Regions from separate parts of the Capra hircus genome. Here region 1 is linked to region 2. A link is a contact called in public Hi-C data. All regions are on one chromosome and are shown on one strand. Each heading gives the region's core, a stretch centred on a gene start, on an enhancer-like site or on the middle of the called end of the contact. The rest is flanking DNA. Distances are from core to core; before and after follow the strand shown. Region 1 has its middle 120 kb from the start of FCRL5. Region 2 has its middle 17 kb from the start of ETV3.

What was found. A called contact is a pair of places that touch in the nucleus more often than the background predicts.
Region 1: a Hi-C map of blood shows a contact between it and region 2, with 17 times the contacts expected there. The contact joins two enhancer-like sites. A contact is called at or near these places in 2 of 5 Hi-C or Micro-C datasets (blood and liver).

The regions. Positions count from the first base shown.
Region 1 is chr3:107,134,443-107,141,165 of ARS1.2, forward strand. No RefSeq gene overlaps it. Among named protein-coding and RNA genes, the nearest start is that of FCRL5, 120 kb to the right of the region's middle. Within about 2 kb of position 2,404, at least 1 of the 5 cell types and tissues checked has an H3K27ac peak or open chromatin away from gene starts, as enhancers often do.
Region 2 is chr3:106,390,803-106,397,492 of ARS1.2, forward strand. No RefSeq gene overlaps it. Among named protein-coding and RNA genes, the nearest start is that of ETV3, 17 kb to the left of the region's middle. Within about 2 kb of position 2,574, at least 2 of the 5 cell types and tissues checked have an H3K27ac peak or open chromatin away from gene starts, as enhancers often do.

The sequences.
Region 1 (6,723 bases), core at 1,154-3,653, 740 kb after region 2:
CGTAATAGACATGAGTTTGATGTACAGGGATGCCTGGCATGCCAATCCATGTCACAAAAACCTGGACACGACTGAGAGACTGAACTGAATTGAACTGAAAGATACTGGCTCCTTGGAAGAAAATGTATGACATACCTAGACTGTGTATTAAAAAGCAGAGACATCACTTTGCAAACACAGGTCTGTACAGATGAAGCTATGGTTTTTCCAGTAGTCATGTATGGATATGAGAGTTGGATCAGAAAGGAGGTTGAGTGCTGAAGAACTATGGTGTTGAAGAAGATTCTTGAGAGCTCCTTGGATATAGCAAGGAGATCAAACCAGTCAATCCTAAGGAAATCAACTCTGAATATTGGTTAGAAGGATTGATGCTGAAGCTGAAGCTCCAATACTTTGGCCACCTGATGAAAAGAGCCAACTCACTGGAAAAGACCTTCATGCTGGGAAAGATGGAGAGCAGGGGGAGAAGGGTGCGACAGAGGATGAGATGGTTTGATGGCATCCCTGATTCAGCAGACATGAGTTTGAGCAAACTCCGGAAGATAGGAAAGGACAGGTAAGCCTGGCATGCTGCAGTCCATGGGGTCACAAAGAGTCAGCCACAACTGAGTGACTGAACCACAACAACAACAAGAAGTTTAGCCATGGGGAGTGGGGTGGGAGGAGAAGCTAAAAGACCTGTAAGCAAATAGGGAACTTCATGGAATGGGTGAAATGTCAGGCATGTTTGAGATTAGACTTGGATGTCATGCTCAGAGTTAAACTTTACCTTGCAAGCTGGCATTTTCCAAAGTATGTTATAACTTGACTCAGACACTAATTTAGTAAAGCTCAGGTAGGCTTTTGCTTGAAAAAAATAAGAAGGAACGTGGAATCCCAAGGTTATGTATGTTGTGACATACCAGATTAAAGAATTTAAACTGATGTTCCCACAGGAGTAGGGATTGTGACTATCTCAGAAGGGACCAGTCTGTACATTTCCCAAAGTTTTCTGAATTTGTGCCCCATCTCCCTCCTTGGGAAGTATTTCTCAGAACTGCTGGTCTGGAGCACACTGATGGAGCACACTGGGAACTGCTGATGTAGGTGAGCCAGATGCCAGCTTGTGGTACAATGTGTGCAGGAGATAAGCTATGTTCTGTTTTTCCCATGAGCCCTCACCTTCGTCTCCACTTCCCCACTTCGGTAGACCATCAGAAATGTGATCCTTTCAACAAGACCCAATTATATTGTCAGTAGCACAACCACATCTCTGCATGAAACATAAGCTGTTTGAGGTAGACCTGTCTGCCCCCACCACAGACCCCCTTCCATGGTACACTGGTTCCTTCTACATATATTAATGAGCCCCTGTGTGCTGTGCTGTACTCAGTTGCTCAGTGATGTCAGACTCTGTGACCCCATGGACTGTAGCCCACCAGGCTCCTCTGTCCATGGGATTTTCTAGGCAAGAATACAGAGGGGGTTGCCATTTCCTCCTCCAGGGGATCTTCCTGACTCAGGGCTCAAACTCGCATCTCCAGGATCTTCTGCATTACAGGCAGATTATTTACAGCTGAGCCACAGAGGGGAGTCCTAATGAGCCCCTATGGTATACCAGTGCTCCAAGTGCTTAGGATACATCCACGGATGAATCCAACAAAACTTCTATCTTCATCATTCCAGTAGAAGGAGAAGGACACTACACAACAGTCATGATAAATAAGGACATGGTGTAGTGTGTTAGGGGATAAGGCTCAGGAGCGTGGTTTCAGTTTTACATCAGGAGGTCAGAACAGGCTTCGTCAAAGAGAAGACCTCTGAGGAAAGAGTGGGAGGAGATGATGGAGTGGACATCTTAAGGAATAGTTTTCATGGCAGAGATGACAGCTCTTGTAATGGCCCTTGGGGGGACCTGTGCCTGGTGTGTTCCAGGAATAGGAGGCCAGTGTGGCTGAGGCAAGAACGTTAAGAGAGTTTGAGATCAGCGCAGAAACAGGGAGCCAGGTCAGGTCCATGTAGACCTGGACCCTCACAACGCCCCTGCCAGAAGGGGCCTGGAAGATCTGGGTGATGATCCACCACTTGCTGGTCAGATGAGAAAACGAGGTGGACAGGGTTGACGGGCACTAGAATAGACCCTGGTTCCTGCGCAGCTTCTCAAACCCAGCTCTTGCTAGTGAGGACCCTGCCTGGGTCCTGTGCAGGGCTGTGGCCTCCACTCTGTCCAGACGTCCAGGAAAGACCAGCCAGGTGGCCACAACAGCGGGTCAGAGACGGGGTGGCTGCCGCTGCAGCACTGCCCACCAGGGGGCGCCGGCCCAGCGCGCAGCGTCTCCCTTCATCCCTGGAAACTCCCCACGCGGCTCCTCGGGATTGCCCGCACCTGACTCGGACCCCAGCTCCGGCCCCGGTGGTTCCTTCCCACCCAGGCTTGCCCGCTTTGTCTCAACTAACCTCCGGATCACTCCTCTCTCTCCGCCTTCCCCCACCCTTCTTACCTCTGCCCGAGCTGTGGGGAGAGACAGCCCGGCCTGAAGAAGAGCTCTGAAAAGGGGACGCCCCCGGGTTTTGCGGGCCGGGGGAGTGGGAGGCGCGGAGGGGCGCTGCGGGCGCTGGTGGGGCGGCGTGGAGTGTGCGCCTCACCCGTGTTGTCTACCCTGCTCCCCCGGGGCTGGCTCCTGCTCTTCCCCTGTTGTGTTTGCTGCTGAGGGGTCCCCGGGGGCTCATTTGGAGCCAGGGAACAGGGCAACCTCGGAGTAAGGGCTGAAGAGAGATTCAGAGAGGAGGGGGGCCTCTGCCCGCCAGAGCCCCTGGGAAAGGAGACTGCCTCTCCCCCTACCCTGACTCGCAGAGTTTATCCCCTTTCATCAGCCACAGCCCCGGGAGGGGAGACTGAGGCATCAGAGAAAGGCTTCCAGGCACCTCCTTTCCTGCCTCTGGTTCCTGGAAGTGTCAGGACCAGGACAAGCAGGATGTGGACTCTGCGCGAACACCGCTCTGCTCCGGGCCACCCAGGAGCCCACAGGGCTGGGGCGGCGCTGCTGCAGCCCCTTATCAAGGCTGTGCCCAGGCCACACCCGCCTGGCACACACAACCAGCAGGGAGAGGAGAGACGTCCAGAGAGCCCCCTCCTCACTGCTCCACAGCCTGGGGGGCCGAATCCAGCTTGGGGTGATGCAAGTCTCCCTCACCACCCTCCAGTGCCTCCGACCGGTCCCCACCCTGACCTGGGGGTGCTCTCCGGGCCTCTGAGGCCTGAAGCTCGAAATTGAAGAGTAGAGATCAGCAGGAGTCCCCACGCGCCTCCCCTGAACTTTGGTCTGGCTGAATAGCTGGCCTGAGGCCAGAACAAGACTCACCTCTTCAAGAGCAGACTTCCTGCTGGCCAGAGGCCCAGGAAATCCCAGAAGCCGAGCTTCCCCTGCCCCACAGGGGCTCCCAGGGGCCAGGCCAGGGCAGGGAGCTGCTGGGCCCTCCCACAGCAGTGGGAGTGCCAGGCAGGGGGAGAGCTGAGAGCACTGGGGGGCAGGGCTGGGGCTGGGGCTCCGGCCTGCCAAGGACAGAGGAGGACGCGGTGAGAGAGGAGCTGGGGAGACCGAGGAGCAGGGCCAGAAGTCCAGGAGGGAGGGAGAGGGGACCCCCTTGTAAGGCCGGACCCTGGAGGCCATGATGGGCAGCCTCTCTCCAGACAGCAGGAAAGTCCCTAAGGGAAGGATCCTTCCAGATCCTGACCAATGACAGCACACTTCTCCAGCTAAAACAATCCCCATCCCAGCCGTGTAAAGGACCTATCAGACTGCAACACCTCGACCGAACAACCTATCCGAACCCCCATCTATTAACCATACCTTTTTTGGCGATCTTGCCAGAGCATCCATCACAACGAACATATATCAGTTCAGTTCAGTTCAGTTCATTTCAGTCGCTCAGTCGTGTCCGACTCTTTGCGACCCTATGAACCACAGCATGCCAGGTTTCCCTGTCCATCACCATCTCCCGGAGTTCACTCAGATTCACATCCATCGAGTCCATGATGCCATCCAGCCATGTCGTCCCCTTCTCCTCCTGCCCCCAATCCCTCCCAGCATCAGAGTCTTTTCCAATGAGTCAACTCTTCGCATGAGATGGCCAAAGTACTGGAGCTTCAGCTTTAGCATCATTCCTTCCAAAGAAATCCCAGGGTTGATCTCATTCAGAGTGGACTGGTTGGATGTCCTTGCAGTCCAGGGGACTCTCAAGAGTCTTCTGCAACACCACAGTTCAAAAGCATCAATTCTTCGGTGCTCAGCCTTCTTCACAGTCCAACTCTCACATCCATACATGACCACAGGAACATATATAACCACCCCTAAAACAGTCTCGGCGTGGACTTCCTCAACCTGCCTTGTTTGGGTCTGGGTACCCCGCCAGGTAGCACTTCTCCATTAAAGCCTGTTAGACACTCTTTTTGGTGTCCTGGTCGTCTTTTACTTAACATTTGGAGCCCAGCATGGGGCTCAAGGAGAGGGCCCATCCCGCGACAAATGGGATTTGTGGCCCATCCCCTCGGGTCTCGCCTGCGCCTGAACAGGTCATCCCGCCACCCCGTCAGGACCATCCGACCGTCTGTCAGGATACAGGCTAAGTTCCACCAGTCAGGTTCTGGGGGAGTGTTGCTCCCATTGTGATTATTCCTAGGGTGTCTTGGTCTTTTTAAATCACAGCCGCATCTGGACCCCTGCTTCCGCAGACCAGGCCTGCTATTCCTCGGTGCCAGTCAACTTGGAGGCGTCCATCTTGGCTGAGTGGCCCTCTCCTCACCTCGCTGGGTTGACGGCCCATTAGAGGACACCTGACCGGACCACTCCCAACCCCACTACCAATTGGTCCAGGACCTTTGTTTCATATTTGCCATGGGGGCGGCTGCCTCCAAGGCCGACCAACCCTGGTCTACACCACTGGAAAGTTTACTCGTCAACCTCAGAACTCTACATATCTCTGGGAAATTTGCTCCAAACGCTTAACCTTCCTCTGTTCTGAGGCATGGCCCCAATATTCTCTAGGTAACAGCTCACAATGGCCGCCAACCGGAACTTTAGATTTTAACATCCTTCATGAATTAGATAATTACTGCTGGAGGACGGGAAAATGGTCTGAGGTACCCTATGTACAGGCTTTCTCTCTGTTGTGCTCCCGTCCCACCCTATATACCCACTGTTCCCCTTCTGAAATTCTTCTAACCATGGCCCTTCCTAGCCCTAATGCTAATGCTAATGCTAAGTCGCTTCAGTCATGTCTGACTCTGTGTGACCCCAAAGATGGCAGCCCACCAGGCTCCCCCGTCCCTGGGATTCTCCAGGCAAGGATACTGGAGTGGGCTGCCATTTCCTTCTCCAATGCATGAAAGTGAAAAGGGAAAGTGAAGTTGCTCAGTTGTGTCCAACTCCTAGCGACCCCATGGACTGCAGCCCACCAGGCTCCTCCATCATGGGACTTTACAGGCAAGAGTACTGGAGTGGGGTGCCACTGCCTTCTCCCTACACCACCAAAAAGGCCATCATCCTCACAGCCCAGCCCCCCTGTGACTATGCCTCCCGCCACTCCCTCGACTCCACCTCTATATCTACCCCCTTCCTTCGTGCCCTGCCTCACCAACCTCCGCTACACCAACTTCCCCTCTATCGCCCTCACCGACTTCCTCCATATCCACCCCTCCCCCATCGCCCTCACAGCCCAGCCCCCTCATGACTACACCTCCCGCCGCTCCCTTGGCTCCGCCTCGATATCCATCCCTTCCTCCATGCCCACCCCTTTCTGACTCACCAGTCAGCTCACACACAAGGTCCCAGACCACTCCCAATCTACCGCCAGTTCCCCTGCTTCCTCTCCTCCAGGTGGCCGGCCCGAAGGGTCTCACCCATGTCCACATGCCATTTTCACTCCAATATCTTGCCCATATTTAACAACGGCTAGGCTCCTGTTCGGCCAACCCCTCTAACTACATCAAAAACTTCACCCAGCTGCCTCAGTCTTATGCCCTCACCTGGCAGGACGTATTTGTCATTCTGGGGTCCACCACTACCCCAGAGTAGAGAAAGGCCATTTGGGCTGCGGCAAAAGTGGTGGCTGACCAAAAACATCTAGCTAACCCAGCAGACCTTGCCTGGCCACCTGGAGCAGCTGCTATTCCGGACGTAGACCCAGACTGGGACTATCAGGAGGGACAGAGAGGAAGAGTCAACATTTGGTACATGGAAAAGTGCCTATTGGAGGGAATAAAAACTACCTCCCTCAAGGTGGTAAACCTACTTAAGCTAGATGAAGTAACCCAGGGCCCCAAAGAAAACCCAGCAGCCTTTCTTAACAGGCTGACAGAGGCTCTCACCACCTATACCCAGATTGCCCCAGATTCTCCAGCTGGGGTCACCAACCTAGCCAACCGTTTTATATCCCAATCAGCTTCAGATATCAGAAAAAAAAAAAAAAACAAAAACTCTCCAAGGCTGAGGATGGGCCTCAGACCCCCCTCCGACACCTGGTAAAAATGGCCTTTAAAGTTTATAATGCCCAAGAGGAAGCTGCCGAAGCCAGTCACAAGGCAAGACTTAAACAAAAAGCCAAACTCCAGGCTAACCTCCTTGAGGGACACACCCAGACACTGGCAGCAGCCCTGCGGCCGGCCACGGGACAAAAGGTGGGTCCCCAGAAGCCACCACCAGGAGCCTGCTTCAAATGCAGTCATGAGGGCCACTGGGCCCGCCA
Region 2 (6,690 bases), core at 1,324-3,823:
GAGATATCTGGGAGATTGAGGTATTTATTACCTTTCTCAGGGACCCCAGTCATGTCTGAAACTTCACCTTTTACATCAAGAAACTTTCCGTAGCCTTTTCTATCCCAGGTCCTTCATTTCCTCTCCCACACATCTTTCCTTCTGAGTCCCCATCTGGTTATTCTGTGTGGTGGATTAAAGATGACCACAAATTCTCGGATACTCCTTCCTGGAGAGATAGGATCTATTTCTCCTTCTCCTGAGTGCTAGCTGGCCTCCAACTGCTTTGGCCATCAGAGTGTAGCAGAAGTGATACTGTGGGAGTTCTGGGTTTAGCCTTTGAGAAGATTTGCGGCTTCTACCTTTTTCTCTTGGGCCTCTGATCTACCATTTAGGAAGTGCAGTCCCTCTGCTAGAGAAAACATGTGCAAAGACCCTGAAACTACATGGAAATAGAAAGGCTCCCAACTAAGATCAGTCTTTCCAGCTGCTCAGGCAAGATACCACACATATGAGAAAATCATTTTGGACCATTGAGCTGAGCTGAGCCCCCAGCTGAATACCACTGGGTAACTCCATTCAATGTTTTATGGAGCAGAAGAATCACCCAGCTGAGCCCTGTCCAAGTTCCTGATCCATAAAATTGTGAGATATAATAAAATGGCTCTTGTTTTAGACAGCTAAATTTGGCGAGGGGGTGGGGAGTGTTGTGTGCTAAGTTGCTTCAGTTGTGTCTGACTCCTTGCAACCCCATGGATTGTAGCCCATCAAGCTCCTCTATCCATTGGGATTCTCCAGGCAAGAATACTGGAGTGGGTTGCCATGCCCTCCTTCTGGGATGGTTTATTATATAACAATAGATAACAAAATCAAATACAAACAAAATGTTAGTATAGTTTATTTGCAATATTTTGAATGGGCACAAGGAATTTCAGGGATAAAGGGCTCTTTAGGATCTTGCCATCTAAATATTCTTGGAGATTATTAGAATATAGAATACAGTCAATCACATACTGTTAGAAATTTAAGGCCTGAATTTCAACTTACCTGTGAAAGGCAATTGACTGAAACTCACCTCACTCCTGCAAGACTCTACTACTCAAATCATTTCATGTTGAGGTGGAAATAAATGAAGGAAATATATGGGAGAGGAAGTCTTCCTCTCTCTACCTGCTGACTACCGGAAGCGGGTGGAAGGGATCTGGGCTGAAAGAACAGGAAGGAGGGCTGTGAAACATAATCTCAGATCTTGACAGTGTCACTTAGGGCCAGCTCTATTTTCCTGCTTGAAAGTAAACAAATAAAAGCTTCACCAAGCCCAAGGAATCTTGAAAGGGCCAATCATATGCACAGTCTGGGATGGATAGGCACCAGCCTCAACATTCAGAGCCCCGAATCAGGAAAAGTAAGTCACGGAGAAGTTCTTTGCTCAGATCACCCAACATGCCAGGAGAAGATCTGACTCTCTTGGGGCTCTTTTCCAGATGGAGTTTTCTACTGCACCATGATGTTCCTTCATCCTTGCTGCTGAGGACAGAGGCACATTTAAATCATGATTATCTTGTGGTTTTCTGGAACCCTGATTCCCAGACAGCCAGCCTTCTTTTCTGAGTTATGGTCAATCCCTCTAAGAAGGTGAGAAGGAGCAGCTGTGTTACACTATCTTTGAAAATGGAGCACAGAGGAGTGGGCTTACACAGAGCTCATAGCTCAGGAAGAGGAATTCTAATGAGGAGGGGAGAATCTCAAAGGGGCCAGGTGTCTGTCCTCAGGCATTTACGTTCAGGACGAAGATATGGCATCTGCTTCCTTCAGTGAGTGGGGGAGGCAGCAAGCCATGACTATGTGAGGTCTGAGCAATTGCACGGTAAGGGTGCCCCTGGAATCATAGAGAGGAGTAGAGAGGCCTAGCGAAGAAGGGCTCCTGGAGGAGGCGATAGGCACGCACATGGGAAGGCAGAGCGAGGGAGACTGGCAGCAAATGTTTTGTGCAGTTTCGGAAGTAGACACAAGCAATGCTTATGTTCAAGACGTGATAAGGAAACTGCTAGAGATAGAGCGTGGCCCTTGCTGAGGAGGCAGGAGAGGCATGATTAGAAAAGTGGAAGGAGAGAAAGGGTAATTAATAATGGCGGGAGGCCCGGACCCGTAGGAGCTCTGTCCCTGATCTCTAGACCATGGGTATGAGTCGTCTGGTCCCAAGGCCAAACCTCCAGCTCTTTCCAGCTCCATCTGCATTCCCAGCTCCCATCGGCTCCTGCCTCAGCAATAATCACAATAGCACCACGATGGCTGCCAGGTGTGGAGCGCTTACAACGTGCCAGGCACCGCATTGTGTGCATCTCCTGTGCCCCCCGCGGGGAGCACTAAGGGGATCTGCACGTCACACATGAGGAAACGGTGAAACTACAAGTAGAGCTAGGAGCCTGTTGAGACAGGCTGACGAATTTCCCCCCACATTCCTCGTCTCCCATAAGTGGCAGAGCCAGGAAGGAGCCCAGGCTGTTTTCACCGTCGTCTGCGGGGACCTGCTGAGGGTTGGATGCTGTGCCAGCGTGTGGGTCACCTGCTCACGAAACCCGGTGATTGTGTGGGTCACCGCGGAGACACGAGAGAGCTGCACACCCGGCTGAAGAGCTGATAGGGGCCCCGTGTGCCCTCCCTGCTCCTCCATGACTCCTCTCCTACCCTCAGGAAAATCTCTTAGTGCCCTCATCCAGGGCACTGAGGGCAAGGAACTGGCACTGCCAGTGGAGAGGGAAGTGTAAAGCTATGCCTTGGCCGATCAGTCCTCAAAGGATCCCAGCTCCCAGAATATGAGGAAGAAGCTGCCTTCAGGTGAGGTTTATGCTTGTCTGCCCAGGGTTACGGATTGTATAGATATGCCTCCATTACAGTGAGATACAAAGATGATTAATAATCTAGGAATTCCTGCCTCTTCAATGCCTTTCACATCTTTAAGGAGCGCTTGCTGCGTGTCTAGCAATCTGCTGAAGTGATGAGGGGAGGAGACAGAATAAGTGAAGGGGAATTTTCGTTAAGTTTCTCGCCCTCAAGGAAGTTTTGCACTGGTTGGGGATGTATGATTTCTAAATATTAGATAATTATAAGACAATGCCAAATAATATATAATTACACTCTCAGTTAAATATGTGCATGTCTGCTAAGTTGCTTCATTTGTGTCTGACTCTTCGCAGCCTTATGGACTGTAGCCCACCAGGCTCCTCTGTCCATTGAATTCTCCAGACAAGAATATTGAAGTGGGTTGCCATACCGTCCTCCAGGGGATCTTCCCAACCCAGGGTTGAACCTGTGTCTCTTATGTCTCCTGCATTGGCAGGCAGATTCTTTACCACTAGCACCACCTGGGAAGGCCCAATTAAATATGGTTAAGTGTCAAAATATATGTCACAAACATGATGTATGGGAGAAGCCAGGGTGGGCTTCAATGACTCAGTGTGAACAGCTTATGGAGACGCTGAGCCTGTGATGGTGGGTGGGAATCTGAAAAGTGGAGGGGGTGAATCAGAGGTGATGAGGAGAGTTGGTGGGGAGTGAGCATTAACAAACATGGTGAACACGTGTGGTGACTGTGTGAGCTTGGGGGGTGAGCAGACAGGCTGAGCCGTGGAGGGTGCTGGGCAGAAGAGAAAACTCTGGTGTTGGACAGATATGGGTTAAAGCCTGACTATCCAGGGAACTGGTTGTAAGACTGGGACATTACTTAACTTTTCTGAGCCTTGATTTTCTCACAATATGATAATATCTGCCATTCAAGGTTGTTCTGAGGATTAAATGCAAGTCATCCTCATAGAGCCTAGAACAGAGTAGAACTCTCAAAAAAGTTATATTACAATTAATTATTGTTAACAAAATAATTATTACAATCATTTTGAAGATAAACTTGCACAGGTGAGTATGACCAAATTATGAAACAGTGTCTTGCGTCAAATTCTGGCATCAGTCCTTTTTCGTTGGGCTCACTTGGGCAATATACTTAACATCCCTGAGCCTTAGCTCCTTCATCTGAAAATAGGGATGACTGTGTCCTCTGTCTCACAGGGGGCTGTAAGGATAAGATGACCTGTTACCTATAGAACACTTAGGAGAGGGCTTGGTACCTAACAAGCACTAATAAATGTTAGCTATCATTACAGCTAATCCTCCCAAATCCGGCAAGGGTTTACCATCCCCATATTGTTGCTGCGGAAACAAAGGCTCAGAGGTGAAGTAACTTGTCCAGGTCCCCCAGCCAGTCACTGGTGAGCAGAACTTTGTCCTTTCCATGAAGGAAGCACAGACACAGTCCAGGCTGCCTTCCTCACGTCTCCAGTGGAAATGCAGCTCTCCGACTCCAAAGCTCTCAGGGCTTCCAGTATAGAACTTACTACGGCGCGACTAACAGCACGGTGACGCCCTTGGGGGGAGGGCTGCTGCCTTGCTCATCTTTTGTGTGGTCAGGCCCTGGCAGGTGATCAAGAATGCTTGCTGACTTGAGATGAGGTGAAGTGACCTGCGTTGGAGCCCTGGAAAAGGCAGGGCTGGATGTGAGCCTGTATCTGGGCTGTTGGAGGAAGGGGTCAAGATGACTCCAGGTGTCCAGCCTCAGTGAGTAGGAGAAGGGTAGACCAGTTGGCCGAGAACTGGAAGTTGGGAGAGGCTGATGGTTTGGGTTTGAGAAGAAAGTAGGTGAAAGGGAAGATATCAGGTCAGGTTTGGGCAGGTTGTGATGGAGAGAGAGACATTTTAATTAGGATTTGGAGCGATGAAAATCCACAGGTGGCTCCCCACCCCCTCTCCACATGGACTGGCTTGTGACCTGATGTCAAGGTCCCTGCCTTGGACTTGTTACTGATGGGTCCCTGCTCTCGACTTGTTACTGATGGGTCCCTGCCCTGGACTTGTTACTGATGGGAGACATGAGGCACACCCAGGAAGCCACAGTGTTTAGAACACTTATGCAGGCACCTATCAGAGCCAGAAAAGGGTTTCTGGCCGTTGTGGTGGGGATGAGGAGCCCTGGAATGCAGGGATGGGGGAGGTCAGTCTAGGAGAGCTTCCTGGAGGAGGAGGAGGAGGAGGAGGAGGAGGAGGCTCAGGTTTGGTCAGCAGGGGCAGTTAGCTGCAAAGGAGGGAGACAGAATGTCGGGTGGGGTGCTCACTGCAGGGAAGATTCTGGGCCTGGTCCCAGCGGGGGAGCTGGAGGAGGAACATACCACAGCTGTTGTGAGGGGGCCCGAATGAGATCTCTAGGGAAACAGGACGAGAATAACCACTGTAATGCCCAGCACCACCCTCTGCATGCTGCGTTCTCTTCTGCGGGGGCTTTGCTTTCTGCCATGTGGAAACCCCTCACTCTTACTACCTCCTTCCTCCCTTCCCCATCTTCCCACAGGACCACCAGTTGGGGAGAGTGGGCCTTGCCAGCTGTCTCCTCCCCACCTCAGCCCATCACGATCAGATCCCCTCCTCCTAGTCCTGACAGGCAAACCTGGCACCCACCTCTCGGTGTCTCCTGGCTGCCCCCCTCCACTGTGCCCCCAGCCCTCACCCTCTCTCCTGAGCAGGATAACAGTGATACAGCCTGATACCCAGAAGTGAAGGGTGAAGGGGGTCCCCTCTCCCTCCCTCCTGGGCTCCTGGCCCTGCTCCTCGGTCTCCCCAGCTCCGTCCTTGGCAGGCCCGAGCCCCAGCCCTGCCCCCCAGTGCTCTCAGCTCTCCCCCTGCCTGGCACTCCCACTGCTGTGGGAGGGCCCAGCAGCTCCCTGCCCTGGCCTGGCCCCTGGGAGCCCCTGTGGGCAGGGGAAGCTCGGCTTCTGGGATTTCCCCGGCCTTTGGCCAGCAGGAAGTCTGCCCTTGGAGAGGGGAACCTTGCTCCTGGCCTCAGGCCAGCTATTCAGCCAGACCAAAGTTCAGGGGAAGCGCCTGGGGATTCCCGCTGATCTCTACTCTTCAGGTTCGGGGTTCAGGCCTCAGAGGCCCAGAGAGCAACCCCAGGTCAGGGTGGGGACCGGTTGGAGGCACTGGAGAACGGTGGGAGAGACCTGCATCACCCCAAGCTGGATTCGGCCCCCCAGGCTGTGAGGCAGTGAGGAGGGGGCTCTCTGGACGTCTCTCCTCTCCCTGCTGGTTGTGTGTGCCAGGCGGGTGTGGCCTGGGCACAGCCTTGATAAGGGGCTGCAGCAGCGCCGCCCCAGCCCTGTGGGCTCCTGGGTGGCCCGGAGCAGAGCGGTGTTCGCGCAGAGTCCACATCCTGCTTGTCCTGGTCCTGACACTTCCAGGAACCAGAGGCAGGAAAGGAGGTGCCTGGAAGCCTTTCTCTGATGCCTCAGTCTCCCCTCCCGGGGCTGTGGCTGATGAAAGGGGATAAACTCTGCGAGTCAGGGTAGGGGGAGAGGCAGTCTCCTTTCCCAGGGGCTCTGGCGGGCAGAGGCCCCCCTCCTCTCTGAATCTCTCTTCAGCCCTTACTCCGAGGTTGCCCTGTTCCCTGGCTCCAAATGAGCCCCCAGGGACCCCTCAGCAGCAAACACAACAGGGGAAGAGCAGGAGCCAGCCCCGGGGGAGCAGGGTAGACAACACGGGTGAGGCGCACACTCCACGCCGCCCCACCCGCGCCCGCAGCGCCCCTCCGCGCCTCCCACTCCCCCGGCCCGCAAAACCCGGGGGCGTCCCCTTTTCAGAGCTCTTCTTCAGGCCGGGCTGTCTCACCCC